Linked DNA regions of Mus musculus: region 1 is linked to region 2. The links are chromatin contacts, called in public HiChIP or PLAC-seq maps. All regions are on one chromosome and are shown on one strand. Each heading gives the region's core, a stretch centred on a gene start, on an enhancer-like site or on the middle of the called end of the contact. The rest is flanking DNA. Distances are from core to core; before and after follow the strand shown. Region 1 holds the start of Slc25a27 (solute carrier family 25, member 27). Region 2 holds the start of Pla2g7 (phospholipase A2, group VII (platelet-activating factor acetylhydrolase, plasma)).

What was found. HiChIP or PLAC-seq counts read pairs in DNA pulled down with a chosen protein or histone mark.
Region 1: a contact with region 2 is called in an HNF4G HiChIP or PLAC-seq map of pancreatic cancer cells. The contact joins the promoter of Slc25a27 here to the promoter of Pla2g7 in region 2. A contact is called at or near these places in 2 of 39 promoter capture datasets (the 3T3-L1 cell line and macrophages), 1 of 15 datasets of contacts at CTCF or cohesin (the NIH/3T3 cell line), 1 of 115 datasets of contacts at active chromatin or transcription factors (pancreatic cancer cells) and 2 of 9 other capture datasets (adipose tissue and liver).

The regions. Positions count from the first base shown.
Region 1 is chr17:43,665,594-43,669,559 of GRCm38.p6, reverse strand. Slc25a27 (solute carrier family 25, member 27) reads left to right here and starts at 2,346. Exons shown (of 9, transcript NM_001357122.1): 1 at 2,346-2,660. The coding sequence starts at 2,558. It overlaps Cyp39a1 (cytochrome P450, family 39, subfamily a, polypeptide 1), which reads right to left and starts at 2,188. Exons shown (of 12, transcript NM_018887.4): 1 at 1,766-2,188. The coding sequence starts at 1,951.
Region 2 is chr17:43,565,908-43,570,083 of GRCm38.p6, reverse strand. It overlaps Pla2g7 (phospholipase A2, group VII (platelet-activating factor acetylhydrolase, plasma)), which reads right to left and starts at 1,633. Exons shown (of 12, transcript NM_013737.5): 1 at 1,298-1,633.

The DNA of each region.
Region 1 (3,966 bases), core at 1,097-3,596, 99 kb before region 2:
CTCAGGGCCTAAAGGCTAAAACCAGAAAAACACAAGGAGCTCATGCTCAGGTCCTGGAAAGCTGCCCAGAGTTCGGCCCTGACTCCAGCCATTTTAAACATCACAGTTCATATTGACCTTTAATTTCATAGGTCCTAAGTGAAGCTTATAGTGGTGGAATTTGTTAGGCTTAACAAATCTCATGCAGTACTTAACAGGGTATGTTTTCATCATGACCCTATTCTTAGTCGAGTTATTTTTGTGCATCAGTGACTGACAGGCATATTACAGCACCCATATAAAGTAGCTGGCAGGCGTGGAACAAGATGGCTACAGCTATGCACGCCTCAACACAGATAAGTTTTAAATGTTCAACTGCATGCACATAAGAATATCCATTGAGGGAATGGTTGAAACAACGAAAAGCAGTTAGCAGCAACCCATATCACCCAACTACTGGAATTTAAATAAAATATCTTATCCTTATTTGATGAAATACAGCCATCAAAGACTAGAATATGGCTCAGTGGACAAAGTGCTTGCTGTGCCAACATGAGGATCAGAGTTCAAATCCCCAGACCCCAGGCAAAACCCAGACATAAAAGCTCGCATCCCTAATTCTCCAGAAGCCAGGGAGACAGAGACAGGCAGTTCCCAGAGGCTTGTTAAACAGCCAGTCTTAGCTGACTGGATGAGCTCCAGATGCAGTTTGAGGACCTGTCCCAACAAAATGTAGTGGAAAAACAAACTAGGAAGACACCCTGGTGCAAACCTTTGAACTCCATGTAGTCCTTCATGCATGGATTAGAACACCAACACATGAGTGTACACACACAGAAGTGGGGGAGGGCTAGAAGAAATACTAAATGATAAGAAAATATTATTCATATATTGTGTTTACATGGAATATGGGCATGTGTGTATCACAGCGCCCATGTGGGGGTCTGAGAACAATCTGAGAGAGCTGATTCTCTCCTTCCACCATGTGGGTTCTAAGGTTCAGTCTCAAGATGCCAGGCTTGGCAGCAGACACCTTTACCCACCGAGCCCTCTTGCTGGCCCTCCACCTCAGTTTTTGAGACAAAGCCTCTCTCACTGAACCTGGAGGGGTTGAGGTATGGACTCAGGTTTTTGTGGTTGCTGCAGAAAGCACTTCATCCACCATGCTGGCTTCCCAACCAAAACCACAGTAAGATCTTGGCCGCCAAAATATGAATAGAAATTAAAAGGCCAGCCAGTAAAAGTGCCTTCTCTAAACTGTTCAACATTCAGTAGCTGCTTTATGGGAAAAAAAAAAAAAAAAAAAACCCTTACAGTGGAATCCATTACTTATTTCCTCAGGGCAGGGAATAAGGGAGGGAGGAACTCACCAATAAAATAGTATCTGGTGGTAGGGATGGGGAGAGAAAGAAAGAATATTGGGGAGCTTTTAATCTGTAAAGATCAATTTAGCAAATCAAGTTTTATAAAATCGTAGAGTTACCTCTACTTGTGATACAAATTTATTACTCGTTTTCACAAACTGAAATCATGGAAACTCTTCTGTCGCCGCCCCCAAACTACAAGCTTACATCTGCAATGTTAATAAACACCCACTTAGAATTAACTGCAGGGAATTACTAACAGTCAAAAGACCTGACTATTTCCAACAAGGTATGTAGAGAAACAGAGTAGACGAATTGCCGGAAGTATGTGTATGCCCAATGTTCCAACACTGAGTTTAATAAAAGAAAAATTAGAAAAGGAAATACTACCTCCCTCCAAACTCCCTGTCACTGCTACATACCTTGATTCTTGCTTTTTCTATAAATTCAAGAGGGGCTTTCCCAAACTCAAGTCCAGCTCCAATCCAGGGAATCCAGCCTTGGATGCACGGGGGTCCAAGCAAATTCTTCAACCGAGAGAATAAGAAAAGAACACAGCTTCCCAGAACGGCGATTGCTATTGGTGAGAATAACTCCATAATGCCCATCTTCCAGAATCAACAGACGTTTGAAAACGTCCTTCTCCAGGGGAATCTCCTAGTCCCCCGCCGACTGAGGAAAATGCGCCCAGTTTTGCAAACTCTGAGCCGAGAAACTTTTTAAACAAATTCTCTTGCGTAACTGTGGTTCCTTTGCCCCGCCCCAGTTTTTGTGTGATTTTTGCATTGTGGCTATCTTCCACCTTCCCACGGCTTTCAAATTATGAGAAAAAAAAAAAAAAAAAAAAAAAAAAAAAAAGCTTTGATTTGAACTGGGCTGGGCTGGGCTGGGACGGAGGAGGCGGGAACACATCCTGAGGCGGCGGAGCTCGAGTAAACTAGCTGTTTGCAGCGGGCGCCTAGCTACCAGCCAATCAGAGAAGTCGCTGAGCCCCCAAGAACTACATTTCCCAGAAGCCTCTTGGGTGCGGCTTTGTTTTTCAGCACCTGAGGCCGCCGGACCGGTCCAGCTACCAGGCGGGCGGCGCCTTTGCAGAGCGTAATAAAGGCACATGGTCCTGACCTGACCTCTCTCGGGCTGAAAAGGGGCGGCGCCGGCAGGGTGGCAGGTTCCCAGGCGACCAGCGGTGCCCAGTGGTCCTGACTTGCTGCTGAATGCCTATCGCCGAGGAGGAGAAGCTGCTGCCGCTCACGCAGAGATGGCCCCGGACGAGCAAGTTCCTACTGTCCGGCTGCGCCGCAACCGTGGCCGAGCTAGGTACCGGCCGCCCCCGCCTCGGCCTCCCCAGCGAGTGGCTGCGGCATCGTGCTGGGGGAGGGATGGGCGGGCAGCCTCACTCCTGGCTGGAGTGCATCTTCAGAGGTTGGACCCTCGCAAGGATGTGGTCAGGTGCCCAGTAGGCCAGCTTCGGGAGGAGCGTGGATTGGAGGTGTCCAGGGTCCTTGTCTTCCCATCCCCAGGGATGTTGTCTTATGCCTGAGTGAGTACTCTTGGGCTCTTCATGAGCCCTATACCTCTCTAGGAAACATTTCCCCTTTCGTAAGGATGACCTTTATAGAACCATAATCCATTTGTTCACAGTTTTTTGGTTTGGTTTTGGTTTGTTTTTTTCTTTTTCATCCTCCCTGGGATCGTTTTTTGTGGTTTATAGTCTTATGCTGCCTCGGGAGTCTTTAAGATTTGAGTTGGGGGAAGGGGGACAGTGAGTCCTACCTTGAGGGACTCCAATTGTTAACCATCCCTCTGGAACATTTGCTTAATGCCAGTCAGCCACATCACTTCTCTGAGCCTATACCCGTTAAGGGGAATTCTGAGAAGTAATTTTTATATGTGGTAAATGCAAGGTAGGGGCAGCATTATTCCAGTTGATGCAGTAGTGGGTCCTGGATATACAATTGCAAAAAACCCCAGTGTGGCCTTCTTCCAGGCTCAGTGGGGTGGCGGGTGGGGGGTGGCACATGCAGAGAAAGACATTTATTTACAGCTGCTGCCTGTTGCAGAGAAGCTATTTCTGTGTGTTCCAAGAACATTATAGGAACAAAACAAAACAAGACAGATCCATCTGCCTAAGTGAGTTCAAAGAAACAAACAACAACAACAAATAAATAAATAAGTAAATAAACAGACCACCTAAAGTGGATTACGGCACTATGGCATGAGCAAAGGGTGGGGGTGTTGTTGTGGTTGTTGTTGTTTTTCAGGAAGGGGGCAGGGAGGTTTTGAGTACAACCTGTGGTCTCTGTGAAGCTATTTGAGATTACCCTTACATTTTTTTGTCCATTAAAAAAAGAAAGAAAGAAAAAGGAAAATGTCTCTGGTGCATTAGTTATTTGAAAATGTTATCCAACCGTCTCTAGCGGAGCTTTATTTATTTTTATGCCTAGCATAGCCAGCACACTACCTATTGCTTTGCCCTTTAGACTCTTCCTTTCTTGCCTTTGGCCCATCTATTTGTCTTCTTTCTAATCAAAGCTAACACAATTTTATTTTCCTTAATCATTGATTTTCCTAAATAAAATTCACCAGCTTCTAAAGACATCTAAAACGAGTCAGCCGAGTGATG
Region 2 (4,176 bases), core at 384-2,883:
CAAACAGAGTGGGGGAGGGGCGGTTAGTTAGATTCCCTAGGTGTTCTTTATGACTCATGAGCAGACACTCCCTGGCTGTGAGGGAATCCTGGACCAGCCCTTCACACCTCACAGGGGAATCCTCAATTGCTTAGTGAGTACCTGAGGCTCTTTAAAGTCCCTCCTCGGAAGCTCTCAGAGGCTCAGAATGTTGAGCCTTCAGCTTCAGGGTGACTGGGGTCAGCGCCAGCCTGGAATGCCAACCCATGATATCAGTACAAGGATGGTATCAGTGAGGGACAGGTTCTGTGTACAAATGCCTGAGGAAGGGAAACAACTCCAACTCCCCATGGCAAGGAGATGAAGCTGCCATTCTCAGGACTCTCCATCAGTAAGCCATCTCTTCTATAAGGTTACTAGGGTCCCTTCAGTAAGAAAAACCTGCCTGGGTGCTGACAGTTCTCCAGTACCCTCCAGACCTTCTCTTTGTTTTGACCCAGGTCAATGTGACTTCAAAATTTGCTTACCAGCCCTCTTGCTTCAGGGAACACACACACACACACACACACACACACACACACACACACACACGCGCGCGCCTCCCAACTCAGCAATCTTATTTGGGTCAAATGTAATCCACCCAAATCAGATTGCGTGCCTTTTAGAGGTGACAACACCATGCGAGTAAGAGCCTGCCTGCCTCCCTCCCTCCCTCCCTTCCTTCCTTCCTTCCTTCCTTCCTTCCTTCCTTCCTTCCTTCCTTCCTTCCTCTTTTCCTTCCCACGACCCTGAAGTGATTCCCATGGGATAGAATGGAAGCCCCAATCGAGGACCATGTTCTTTTTTTATTTTTTTTTAATTTTAATTTTAATTAATTAATTTATTTAGCTTACTTTGCTTTGTAAAAATCCAGCCTTAAAGGTCATTTCATCTGGCCAGCAGCCGGATGCCCCAAGAAAGAGCAGCATTGCTTTATTTTTATAATTCAGTTTTCAAACTTCTTAGACCTGGGAAGATCTGGGATATTCCTTGTAAGGACGTCCCAGGATGAGATCTAAGAACACCACATTTCCCTGCTGCACTGGGTTCAGCTTCCGCCCCCTCAATTCTGAATTCTTAGGGTGGCTTTCTCAGAAGCAACCCCTCCCCTCCACGCAACAATTCTGGAGCCAGTTTCTGGGGAGCTCCGAGGTGAGTCCTGAGCCAAACACTTGAACGTTGTGGTTCCAGCCCACCCACCTTGAGGACCACGCTCCCACGTCCCCGCAGTAGCCCACTGACACCATCACAAGCCCTTCCCTGCCCTTGGGCTTCTTACCTGGTCACTGCACTGACTCCCGGATACCCAGAACCCTGAGCGCAGCAATGCCACCAGAGCGAGTCAGATCCTAGCACGGCAGGCTTCCAGACAGTCTTTTTACCCCCGGGGATAGAATAACTCAGAGGTGGGTTGAGCATACAGCCTCCTCGTAAAATCTACCTTTAGGCTCGACCCTCCCCTCCTCCGGTTGCTGTGCAAGAGGGACAGGGGAGGAGCGTGTGGCCCAGCCTCCTGACAGCTCCAAGCTGCTGCGACTCAGGCTCACACAACACTAGCTCCAGGGACAGCCACCACTTGGACCTCTTCGAGCGCCCATGCGTGGATCCTGACTGTGCCTGGGGGGCGGGGAGGGTGATGATGGGCTCTTAGTTTCCTAGTCTGACACCCGATTCTCATCAGGCTCGCGACGAGCTGTGCCCATCCCCAAGCCTATCTTTCTAGCCCCGTTCTGTTCTCCATATCCGCAAAGTTCACGGAATCACTGAACACTAGTCGAGAATCTAAAAGGTTCCGCGCAGCTCGTATTTTGCTACTTTGTACCCAGAATCCCGCTTCACCTCTTGAGGAGATTACGTTCCAGACTAGAAGGCCTGCCCCTACCCAGCTTTCTTACTTTGCGATTATGAGGAACAGAGTGATTGAAGAGTCCGTCTCATAGCTCAGTCTGACTAGGCTATTAATGATTGCTGTAAAAACATTTCCATGCAAATACAAACATCCTCTCCAAGGGCGTGGGGGTGGAGGTGGAGATGTGAAAGGTTCTCTATAGGAGCAGAAATTTGGAAGATTCTTGAGGGCTCTTTCTCAGCGGTATAAAAAGTGTAAACAACGGGGGGCGGGGCGGGGGTGGGGGCGGGGTGGGGGGTTGGAGATTCTAAGGACTGAAGAACAAAGGAGAGATTTGGATTGCCAGGATGTATACAAAAGTGCAGAGAGCTCCAGGATTGCGGCTTTAATGAGTCATCGCTCGCACCCACGGAGCTGTGGTGCTGTGTGGGAGTGACGCAGTTGCTCCTATGAGTACCCCTTCATCCATACTTCTGTTAGGAACCCCAATCCTGACGAACTCACTGGTTCACCAAGCTAGACACTGGGGAAATTGTTCTATGGATCAGTCTGGGTTCCCTTTCTGGGGTGCATTAACATGTGTGTTGTATCTCCCCGGCAAAAAGGTTTTCTCCTCAAACCCATCTTCCGATCATTCATCTAAAGCTGTTTAGAAACTTTAGGGAAATTAGGTTGAAATTTATCTGTTGTATTACAGTATTATACTTTTGATTATTTTGGATTAGGTTAAGTTCTCACTTAGTCTTTATGAGTTTAAAACAATAATTTTCTGCAGGATCAAGGGAGAGTAAGAAGGAGACCTTGGTGTCTAGCTTTAGAAATGTAATCTAACAGTTTAGCAAGGCAGAGGGGATAGAGGAGAAGGGCTCTGGCCTAACAAAGCTAGGTTTGCCATGTTCAGGTCTACTAGAGCCTCTTCGGACGAACACAATAACTGAGAAGTAAATATAGGATATTTATAGAGGCCTGAAAATACTGATCAGTGGTAGGGCACTTGCCTAGTACACATGAGGTCTTAAAGAACCAGCCAGCCTCCATTTTAGTAAAGACAATCCAGGATCATTCCTGTTTATGATTAAACCTCTGCTTCTCAAAGACTGGGCTGTGCCCCACCGGGAACAGTGAAAAGGAAACAGGAGCCACATTGTTATACATTGTTATTAAGTCTCCATTCCCTACAAGAAGTGTCTGTTCCCTAGGACCAGTGTATCTTGCAAACCATGTTTTTCTGTCTACATTGAACTTGCAATCCCATGATGTTTGTTCATTCTTTTGCCTTGCTAAACTCCCGAACCTGTGACTATGACTGCCTTCTTTGGGTTTTGTTTGTTTGTTTCTTTTGGTTTTGGTTTTTCGAGACAGGGTTTCTCTGTGTAGCCCTGGCTGTCCTGGAACTTATTCTGTAGACCAGGCTGGCCTCAAACTCAGAAATCCTCCTGCCTCTGCCTCCCGAGTGCTGGGATTAAAAGTGTGTGTCACCACGCCTGGTTTATGACTGCCCTCTTGCCTTATGAAAATATGCCTTCCCAGATACTCTGATGACTCTTCTTTCACATGATTTATTCTTCCACTTCTTTTTATTGCCTTCTTTTTTGCAGCCCAATATCCTGCCACCTGTTTTTTATCACACTTTACCCCACAGAAACCCTTGAGCCCTGAGTCCGCTGCTCTTCGTCTAGGCACTAATAGCTAATTATCCCCATAATAGCGGTCTCAAAAGCTGATAAGGATCTGCTCTCTGAAATTCCGATTTTGGGAGAGGCAACTGACTGGCCAGTCTAAATAAAGTTTGCTTAATCAGAGCATTGTGGAAATGCTCTCCACCCCAACCCACCCCCATCAGGTCTAGCGTAACTTTAACTACAGATGGTTCCGTAATGCCTGCTCCAGCAATGAACCATGCCTTTGTTTCAAAAAGTTGTCTGTAGCCATCTTGCAATCCTACCTATGTTTCAAAAGGTTATATGACCACCTACGGCAACCTTGTTATGAGTGCCTGTTAATATGACTAATAGGTTTCTCCGCCAACTCAGTATGCCAGTTCAAGGTGAATCAAGACTATAAGGGCAGGTTTATTGAGAGACAGCTCCCAGGCTGGTTCTCAGATGTCACAGGAGGAGTTCAGTGGAGTTGAAAAGCTGGGTTAAAGCGAAGGGGTTTCATAGAGCTTAGGTAAGGAGTGAGGACGTGCCAGCTAGGAGCCCATACATGGCCAAAACACCGTACCCCTGGGTGGTGACTATTGTGTGGGTTGCCAGAAACGGAGACAAGGGGTGATGATGTGGTAGCCAGTTTTCTCCATGAAGGAG